Linked DNA regions of Columba livia: region 2 is linked to region 1. The links are chromatin contacts, called in public Hi-C maps. All regions are on one chromosome and are shown on one strand. Each heading gives the region's core, a stretch centred on a gene start, on an enhancer-like site or on the middle of the called end of the contact. The rest is flanking DNA. Distances are from core to core; before and after follow the strand shown. Region 1 overlaps USP25 (ubiquitin specific peptidase 25). Region 2 overlaps USP25 (ubiquitin specific peptidase 25).

Region 1 (4,125 bases), core at 1,278-3,777:
CTGTCTTGGGCAAACTAGACTGAGTCAGAGAGAGCTCTTTGCACTGTGTGGTTCAAGCTGTGGGCTTGAGTTTGAGTCACTTCCTTAACATGTGATATTGTACCACCCCTCACTCTAATTTTTACTGTTGAGCCAGTAAGAGTTACTGTTTACAGTAAGAGTCTTACTGTGAAAAAGGTGTCTGTCTCCTTGAAAAACAACTAGGTAATGACATTGCAAAGTCATGAAAAAGTACTTCCTCTAAAACCTGTGAAGAAATCAGACACCTGCATGTGCCATGTAGTCTCGAAAGCAGAATGACAGGATTACAAGGTCAATGGTTTTCCTTTTGAAAGACCTTATCTGGGCAGGATTCCGACTCCTAGAGAGTTCAGAAAAAGGAAGAAGACAAGATACAAAGAAAAAACTAAAACAGGTAGCAAAACCCAACCAAGTGAAAAAGAATTTTAAACAAAATAAACAAGAATGATGAGAGATGAGAAATATGTTTTTCTGCAACCACACTTAACCCATTCAGTAATGTTGAAGAGATGTGCAGAAAGTCACTATCATTAGCTTTTTTGTTTGTTTAGATTCAAGGATCAAGGAATTCACAAAATTGTAGGGACCCTTCACGTGTGTTTTTGAAAACAGAGTTTTCATGGCCTTGAGAGCAAGAATATGGCTTCCACACAAACCAGACCTGACCAAGCACTTTGCAAATGTATAAACCAAGAATGTCATAAGCTGTTCTGTATAGGACAGGAGCAGAAATCCACCTATATAGGAATTAGAACTCCAAACCTTATCAACCAGGTGAGCTCCTGCAATTCAAACTAGTTGGTCTACAGGAAAGTGACTTGGAATCAGACAAGAACTCAGCAGGCCTCTTTGGGATGTCACAACTGAGACCAGCAAACAGCCAAAGAAACAAAATGTTGCTGTAGACTACAGCATTAGAAAGCCCACAAAAGCAAGATTTCTACAGATGAAAAATGTTCCACAAAAGAGACAGTGGAGAGAATGTCATCAGAATAATATATCTCCTGTACTTCTTGTACCTCTTATATCTCTTGTAAGAAAGTACAGGATGACAGCCATAACATGATGGCACCGAGGGCCTGGTGACAGTCAGGCCTGACCTACACTGAAGGTCTGTGTGCCTCCTCAGCCAACCTCAGCACCTGCACACTGACAGCTCTGGAGAAGAAGCTGGACAGCTTTGGACAACACAGCAGTGCTGGGAATTTGACCACACATATTATGCACCCTAAGAGACTCTTGGATTCCCCTAACTTTCCTTTGACTGGCATGAGAAGATGCCAGTTGAAAATACACTTTTGATACAAACCTGATAGGACATGCCTACTTAGCAGAGAAAATGGCAATTTATTCTGCAGACTAAGAGCAAAGGACCACTTCTACTGTTCTCTACCAGAAAAAAACATAGCATGCAACACAGAAAAAACCTATCTAAGATTTGTACATAAAGCAGACCTCATCTTGTTTGGAGCCTTTGGACACTATAACAACGAAATAAGAACAAGTTCTGGATACTAGTTATTATTCTCATATGGTTACCAAGCAACTTATTACTAAAGATGGGTATCTGACACTGCCTCCCCCAACTCAATCTCTCCTCTTCTATTACCACCTTGCCTATTATTGACTGCACTGTTACATCTAACATGAAAGTGTTAGCTCCTTGAGAAGACAGCCTAATTATTTTGTATGTGTAAGATGCCCCACAGACTCCCGTGATGCACTGCTCATACCAACCCATTACGATTGGGCTGATCCTTCAAGAGTCAGGTAATAAACACAAGTATGTCAAGACTCAAGGAGAAGCAAACTTCCTGTACCAGAGTGAATGTAAAGTACAGAGTGGAACACTAAGGCAGAGCTAGCCCAGCTGTTTTTGCAGCAAAATTAGTGGTCATCTCTAACATGGGAAATGCTACATGGAACACTGCACAAAATGTAAAATCTCCAGCTGTGCAAAGCAGAAAGGAATCTTTCCAGGACAAGTTTTGTACATGATTATCTATATTAATCTAGGCCAGAATTGCAGGTGCGCTGGCAGTAACACCACATACATTTTGCCTGTCTATCTGCTCTACCTTTTACGTTTTCCTTATTTGCTTTCACAAATTTTCATACCCTTGAGTAATCTCTGTTGCAGTGGGCCATTCTATATCACTGTATATTTTCAAATTCTTTTAATATCAACTTCAAATGCTAACATTATTTAAAGATATATCTGTATGTATCTCTGTATTGTTGTGTATCATACACACACACAATCTTCACATGCATACATCCAAAGTAACCCTAACAGAACTGCTGCCAACTGCACTGATATAATACAGCTTTCCCCACCAGATGGCAGTAACTTCAACTTAATATTAACCAGACTGTTTGCCACATGTGCAGCAAACAATAGCATTCTTTATATTTGTGTTTTTCCGTAAGAGGGAAATGCCATTTTTTTTCAGAGGTAGAATTATTCCAGTTTCCTTCGATTTAATGACAAACCAAAGGACAAAGTTTGCTACTAACAGCTAAGATCAACATTGATCGGTATATCCCCCAAGTATTTTTTTTTAAACACATCATCCCATATTGTTTCTTTTTTCAGTATACTATAATTTTGTCAAATTTGAGAAATATGGGTGTTATTTCCAGTCATTGTCTTTTTCTAAGAATAATTCCCAAACAGAAATTACTGGGTAACTTTCAATTGCATAATAAACTTAAACTTTTACAATATATGCTAATAATTAAAATTTTTAAAGGACTACAAAGAAATTAAAAAAATGGAAAACATCTTGTGCATAATTGTTTGACAAAAAATATACAGCGTGCAGACTTCTCTACTTATGAAAAATTCAGGATACCATCTACAGCAAAAACATTGCAGGCAATACATACTATATTATATATAGACTAAATTGCCTTTAAAGTGGGATCTAACAATTGCTTCTATTGGTAAGAGTAGGAAAGTTTTTGTCAGCAAAGTCCAGGCAATATAAAAATCATGTAATCTGGTGAATGGGGACTGCTTTGCAGGATATCTACCTTTAGAAGTAACTCATCCATAGATTCTAGCCAAAGATTGTTCACCTTTTATTTCCTTAACTTCTTATTTTTGAAATAAATTTTCCAGAAGAAAATGTCATATATTATAAAAAGAGGACTTCACTCTTATTCTACTAATATTAGTGTTCAGAATGATTAAGTGGGTCTATACTCAGCTCTATGCTGACTGCAAAGAAAATATCAAAAAATGCACATTCTTATTAATAAAACACACACATCTTTCAATAAATTTATGACCAAATACATGGTCTGTTTGGACAGCTGGCTTCCACTATCCTACAAGTACAGATTCAAATACTTTTTTGTTTCATGATTTTGAGTTTTTAGGTAGAAAGACAAAGTAGAGCAATGTTTTCTCCAGATATACAAAACAGATCAGTACAGTGATGGGGGAAAAAAAAAAATCACAAAAATAAAACAAACAAACAAAAGAAATTACCTGGATTTTTATGGAAAAACAAAAGTTTGAGAGAAAACAAGGACAGTGAAAAAGAAACTGACCTTAGGCACATAAGAAATGAGAGAAAGGAACCAAGACCTAACAAAGGATTCCTAGTAAAAGGAGGAAACATAAGCAGGATGGAAAGAAATTACGATTTTGAAGCCTTTGGAAGGAGAGAGGGGGAAAGCCAAAGTATTGCCATCAAGCTTGGCTTCAGGAATGCCATTACAATGAAGCTCAAAGTATTTCATAGAAAATCTAGGCCTCTGTTACCTGTTCCAGTTGAAATACGCTGGTGGATTACTGCTTTTCAATAATATAGTGATATGACTACTTTCTATTAATATAAAATCAAGCAGCCAGACACACTTGTCCTTCACACTTATGGTTAATATTCCTGCATATTTCACTTTTCATAACCAGCTCCTCTATATAAACCAATAATCTAAGTCCAGTTCATATGGATGTGTACTAGATGCCTGGCATCCCAAATCAACGCCATTTGAACTGAAGAAAACCTCTGGATACAGTATATTTCAAAAGACCTTTTCATAAACTTTTCATTGTAGTTTGATATTCTTCTGAGATTGCACATTCACATCAAC
Region 2 (4,065 bases), core at 278-2,777, 180 kb after region 1:
ATTGCATCAAAAATCTTGATCTTCAGAGATCCCTTTAGTACAGTATTTATAAAACAAAAACAGCTAACAAAACACCATTATACAATAGACTTGGGAAAAAAAGCTGTCATTCTGCCAAGTGACACATGAGATCTCTTTGGTAACAAGATAAATCGGTGACACATATAGTTTAGCAGTTCAACAACTGCACATTTCTTTTTAAAGGTACAATACAGTGGAATTATACTACATAATGAAATAGCTATTTTCTGCTCTTAAAAGGAAATCTTAATTGTTCCCAAATAACTGCATGTCCATACCTTTACACTCACCATAAATAAAATGAAATTAGGGAGAAAACACACTGTGGAAGTGCTTGTCACCAAGCCCATAGATAGGCTTTATAAAACAAAAATAAATGCTTTTCCTCAGTAAGCAGGTGATTTGTTGTCAGAAATATAATACAAGTTTGGGTTGGGGTTTAGGATTTTATATTTTTTTTAATAACATTTTGGGGGTTTGGGATCACAGATGGAAGAGTAGTCCCTGGCCTGCGATTGTCATTCCAGCTGGAGACAGATGGTGAGGGGCAATGAACATGCTAGAAGAGGGAATGGAGGTGCATCTCCTTCCAATGCACCTGTGATCACTGAGGATGAGTGTGCTGCTGCTGGCAGCACAGTTGACAGTGTTCAAGGAGACTAAATTCTGGATTCTCTCTAGTAGATCTCATTCTCCAAGTAGGTATGTTATTATTTCTTGGGAATTAATAATAATTGTAAGCATGGAAAAAATCATTACTAGGATTTTTCAATTTTAAACTCAGAAACCCATTAAACATATACCTAGAAAAAGCAAAAGCCTAAATTTCTGACTTAGAACCATTTAATGAAGAACAAAACTAAGGGTTTAACAAGAATGAGGGACCTCAAGCATGAGGAAGGCACAGATAAAATGGTATTACATGTTCTGATAAAATTTTCTTCCTTAACCCATGGTGGCTACAACAGTGCCACTAGCTGAAAATGTAGATCATTTCTACATTAACTGAAAGGTCTTTTAATCTGTAAAAACATGAGTAATACGCATGCTTCCTGTTGAAGTGTGACATTGAAAACAAAGCATGAGCATCTGAGGGAGGGCATTTTGGTTGTTTTGGGTTGGGGGGTGGCTGGGGGAGTGTTGGTTTGTGTTTTGGTTTGGATTTTTCTTTGTTCTTGTTTGTTTGTTTTAATTTCTGGTGGTACATTCAGTTGAAATAATTATACCAGAGCCAACAATTAGAATCTCTTACAAGAAGTGTCTGTCTATTCTGTGTTAAAATGGACTCTGAAGATTATTTTAATGATGCCATGCATCTGGAAAATTTCAGTGACACTATGGGCACCAGTATAAAACTTTCTAAAGCCAGTATTTAATAAGCAAGCTAATGACCTGGTAACAGGGATGAATATGGACACTTTCAGGTTTTTAATGCCCAAAATCTAGGCTTGAATGAAAATTATGTATTATAATGGCCTCACTCCAGGACAAATGATTCTAAACTTTCCTGAACACAAAGCATTTAGAGAGGTGCTTGTTGCTGGTTGAGTGGAGGGAAAGTTTTGTTTTGTTGGGTTTTCTCTGGGGTCTTTTCCCTTCAAAAAATGAATTTTGTTTCCAATTTTCCAAAAGAATTTGCAATCTAAACACAGACAGATCTGGTAAGCTACAGACAATCAAACCACTGTCCAAACAACAGCCCTCTGAAATACCTGCAAGTACTGTAAGTTAAATTAAAACCATTCCATTTTAATAATCCACAGAAATTACTAGCAAAAAAAAAAAATCCATTTGTTGATTTAAAAAATGGCAACATTATGATTTGGTTAATCTGATAGTGTCTTTGTAAGCTGTTCACGTAAGACCTCTGGTTAAAAGGCAACCAGTGATGGATGAAACAGGTCTAATTACACATCTCTTTGTAGGTTTGTCAAATGCATAAATATTATGCAAAGAAAATGGCTGTGTGACAAATTATAGTAAATTACTATAATAAAAAAGTTTACTTTTGTTTTAGATAATCAGTGAATTAATTGTGTTTGTTGCCAATTTAAAATGTATAATTAGTACTACATCTGTGTCATTTAAATCAGCTAAGCAATTCTCATTGTATCATTACTGCAGGAATTTTAAGTGTACTTAATGTATTAATGATTCACAATGGGGAAGAATTCTCATTAGTGGAAACTTCTGCATAGTCAATAACCATGAAAATTAGTAAATAAATAAATGAGTTCTCCACCAACCAATGAATTCCGTGTAGGCAATTAAATACTCGTATAAGGGTAAACCTCTCAACAAACTAGATTAGGTATCTATCAAGGGTGGATGCTTGCAAAAGACGCACAATACAAGTGCAATCTTTTTGAACATTTGATGAAAAATTAAGTAGACAACACCAACAGCTTCACAACTACATACTAGACAGAATCCAATGTTTTTACCCATTCTTGCTACCAAATCACTCATGCATTCCAGTCTGGTTGAAAACTACACAAATTCCCAAAATTTTAAGAAATTGAAGCTGTTCGCAATGTTCTGCTTATGAAAAAGCAGAAAGACAGAGCCGTAAAGCACATAAATGCAGTATTCCAGTGTGCTGAGACAGTCCTAACAGCAAATCTCAGCAGGAATAGGGCTGGCATGAGACTGCTGACTAAGGGATACAAGCAGCAACCACAGACTACCTTGTATTTGGTCAGCACAACTTTCTTGATTTCTCTGTTAATTAAAAGGACTAAATCTGGAAACAATTTTGATGCCTTCCTCAGCTCTGACATACATGTGTGTGTGTGTGTATATATATATATGTGTGTGTGTGTGTGTGTGTGTGTATATATATATATATATAAATAAATCTTTCAAGCTACCATTGACACATTTAATTGTAAAACATTTTTTAAAATGCTAACAAAACAAAGCCCATGTTTTGAAAGAGCCCACGCCTTCCCCCTGGAGGAGTATGCAATTCCTGTAAGGAATCAAGTGTAATGCTTTTCTCAAGGGCCTTTTGAGTGGATTATTTATTGCTGTTTCCTGTTCAAGTTTTTATGGGCAGGTCAAGTGCCAGAGTGTTGTTCTGTTCTGTCTGCCAAGAATGATAAAAGCTGGACTACAGTTTGACAACAGGACCATATCTAATGGTTAAAGCAAGCAGTGCATAGATTGCAGAGGGGTCTCCCCATCAACCCACTAACCTTTGATTTTACTAATTTAACAGACATCTTCATGGAATACTATACAGCAGGACCAACACTGTTTATTTTTAAAAGGTTATTTTCAAATTTCATTTTTAAGGCTTTCTTTTTATTTCCATTTTTTAAAAGTAACTAACTAAATAAAGGATGTATTCTTGCTTCTTCCAATTTAAGTATACACCAGCAATGGGGACTGAAGATTTCTTTCATAGCCATGAGCTAGTTGCAGTCATGCTGCTATACTTGAATCCCCCATGCTGTGCCGTCAGTGACCTCAGTGGTGACCTGAAGTAATGCCTATATTTCTTTTTTTTTTTTCCCCTTAGGAGTAACAAGTAATTCAGCTTCTGTATTCTAGGCATTAGTTCTGTGCTTCTAGTACTGAACACAGACCAACCATTATACCAGTGGGCATTTGTTGTATCTTCTTATGCAGCCAGAATGCAAGTTCATTTGAACATGTACAAGTGCATGATTTACTTAAGGTGTTAACGGCAGCAGGGGTAAACTTCTTTTCCTTGAGCGCTGCAGTGAAGTAGATCACTTGTTTCCCATTGTAATCAGTCCCACAATTTGGAGACTGCTGAAGAGGTTCTCTCACTAAATAAGAGCTTTCTGGGAAGAACAACTATTCCAGAAAACAGTCAGTCAGTCCCAAACTGTATAATGAAAAATGTCATATAAATTTACATTTGCAGTGAATACAAATAAATGAGAAATGAATACAAATAAACCAGAAGCCAGAGCAAAATTGAACAAGACTTCTGAGTCTCAAAGTTTTGTTAACTTTGGGGTTTTTCATCTCTCTGTGCTTCTTTTGGAAGTCCAGAAGAAAAGTAAGCTAGAA

What was found. Hi-C and Micro-C count contacts between places; a contact is called where the count stands out from the background.
Region 2: a contact with region 1 is called in a Hi-C map of liver, with 4 times the contacts expected there. The contact joins two enhancer-like sites. A contact is called at or near these places in 2 of 2 Hi-C or Micro-C datasets (crop and liver).

The regions. Positions count from the first base shown.
Region 1 is chr1:78,364,899-78,369,023 of bColLiv1.pat.W.v2, forward strand. All of the region lies in intron 31 of USP25 (ubiquitin specific peptidase 25), which reads right to left. Among named protein-coding and RNA genes, the nearest start is that of USP25, 320 kb to the right of the region's middle. Within about 2 kb of position 2,528, at least 2 of the 3 cell types and tissues checked have an H3K27ac peak away from gene starts, as active enhancers do.
Region 2 is chr1:78,548,179-78,552,243 of bColLiv1.pat.W.v2, forward strand. All of the region lies in intron 28 of USP25 (ubiquitin specific peptidase 25), which reads right to left. Among named protein-coding and RNA genes, the nearest start is that of USP25, 140 kb to the right of the region's middle. Within about 2 kb of position 1,528, at least 2 of the 3 cell types and tissues checked have an H3K27ac peak away from gene starts, as active enhancers do.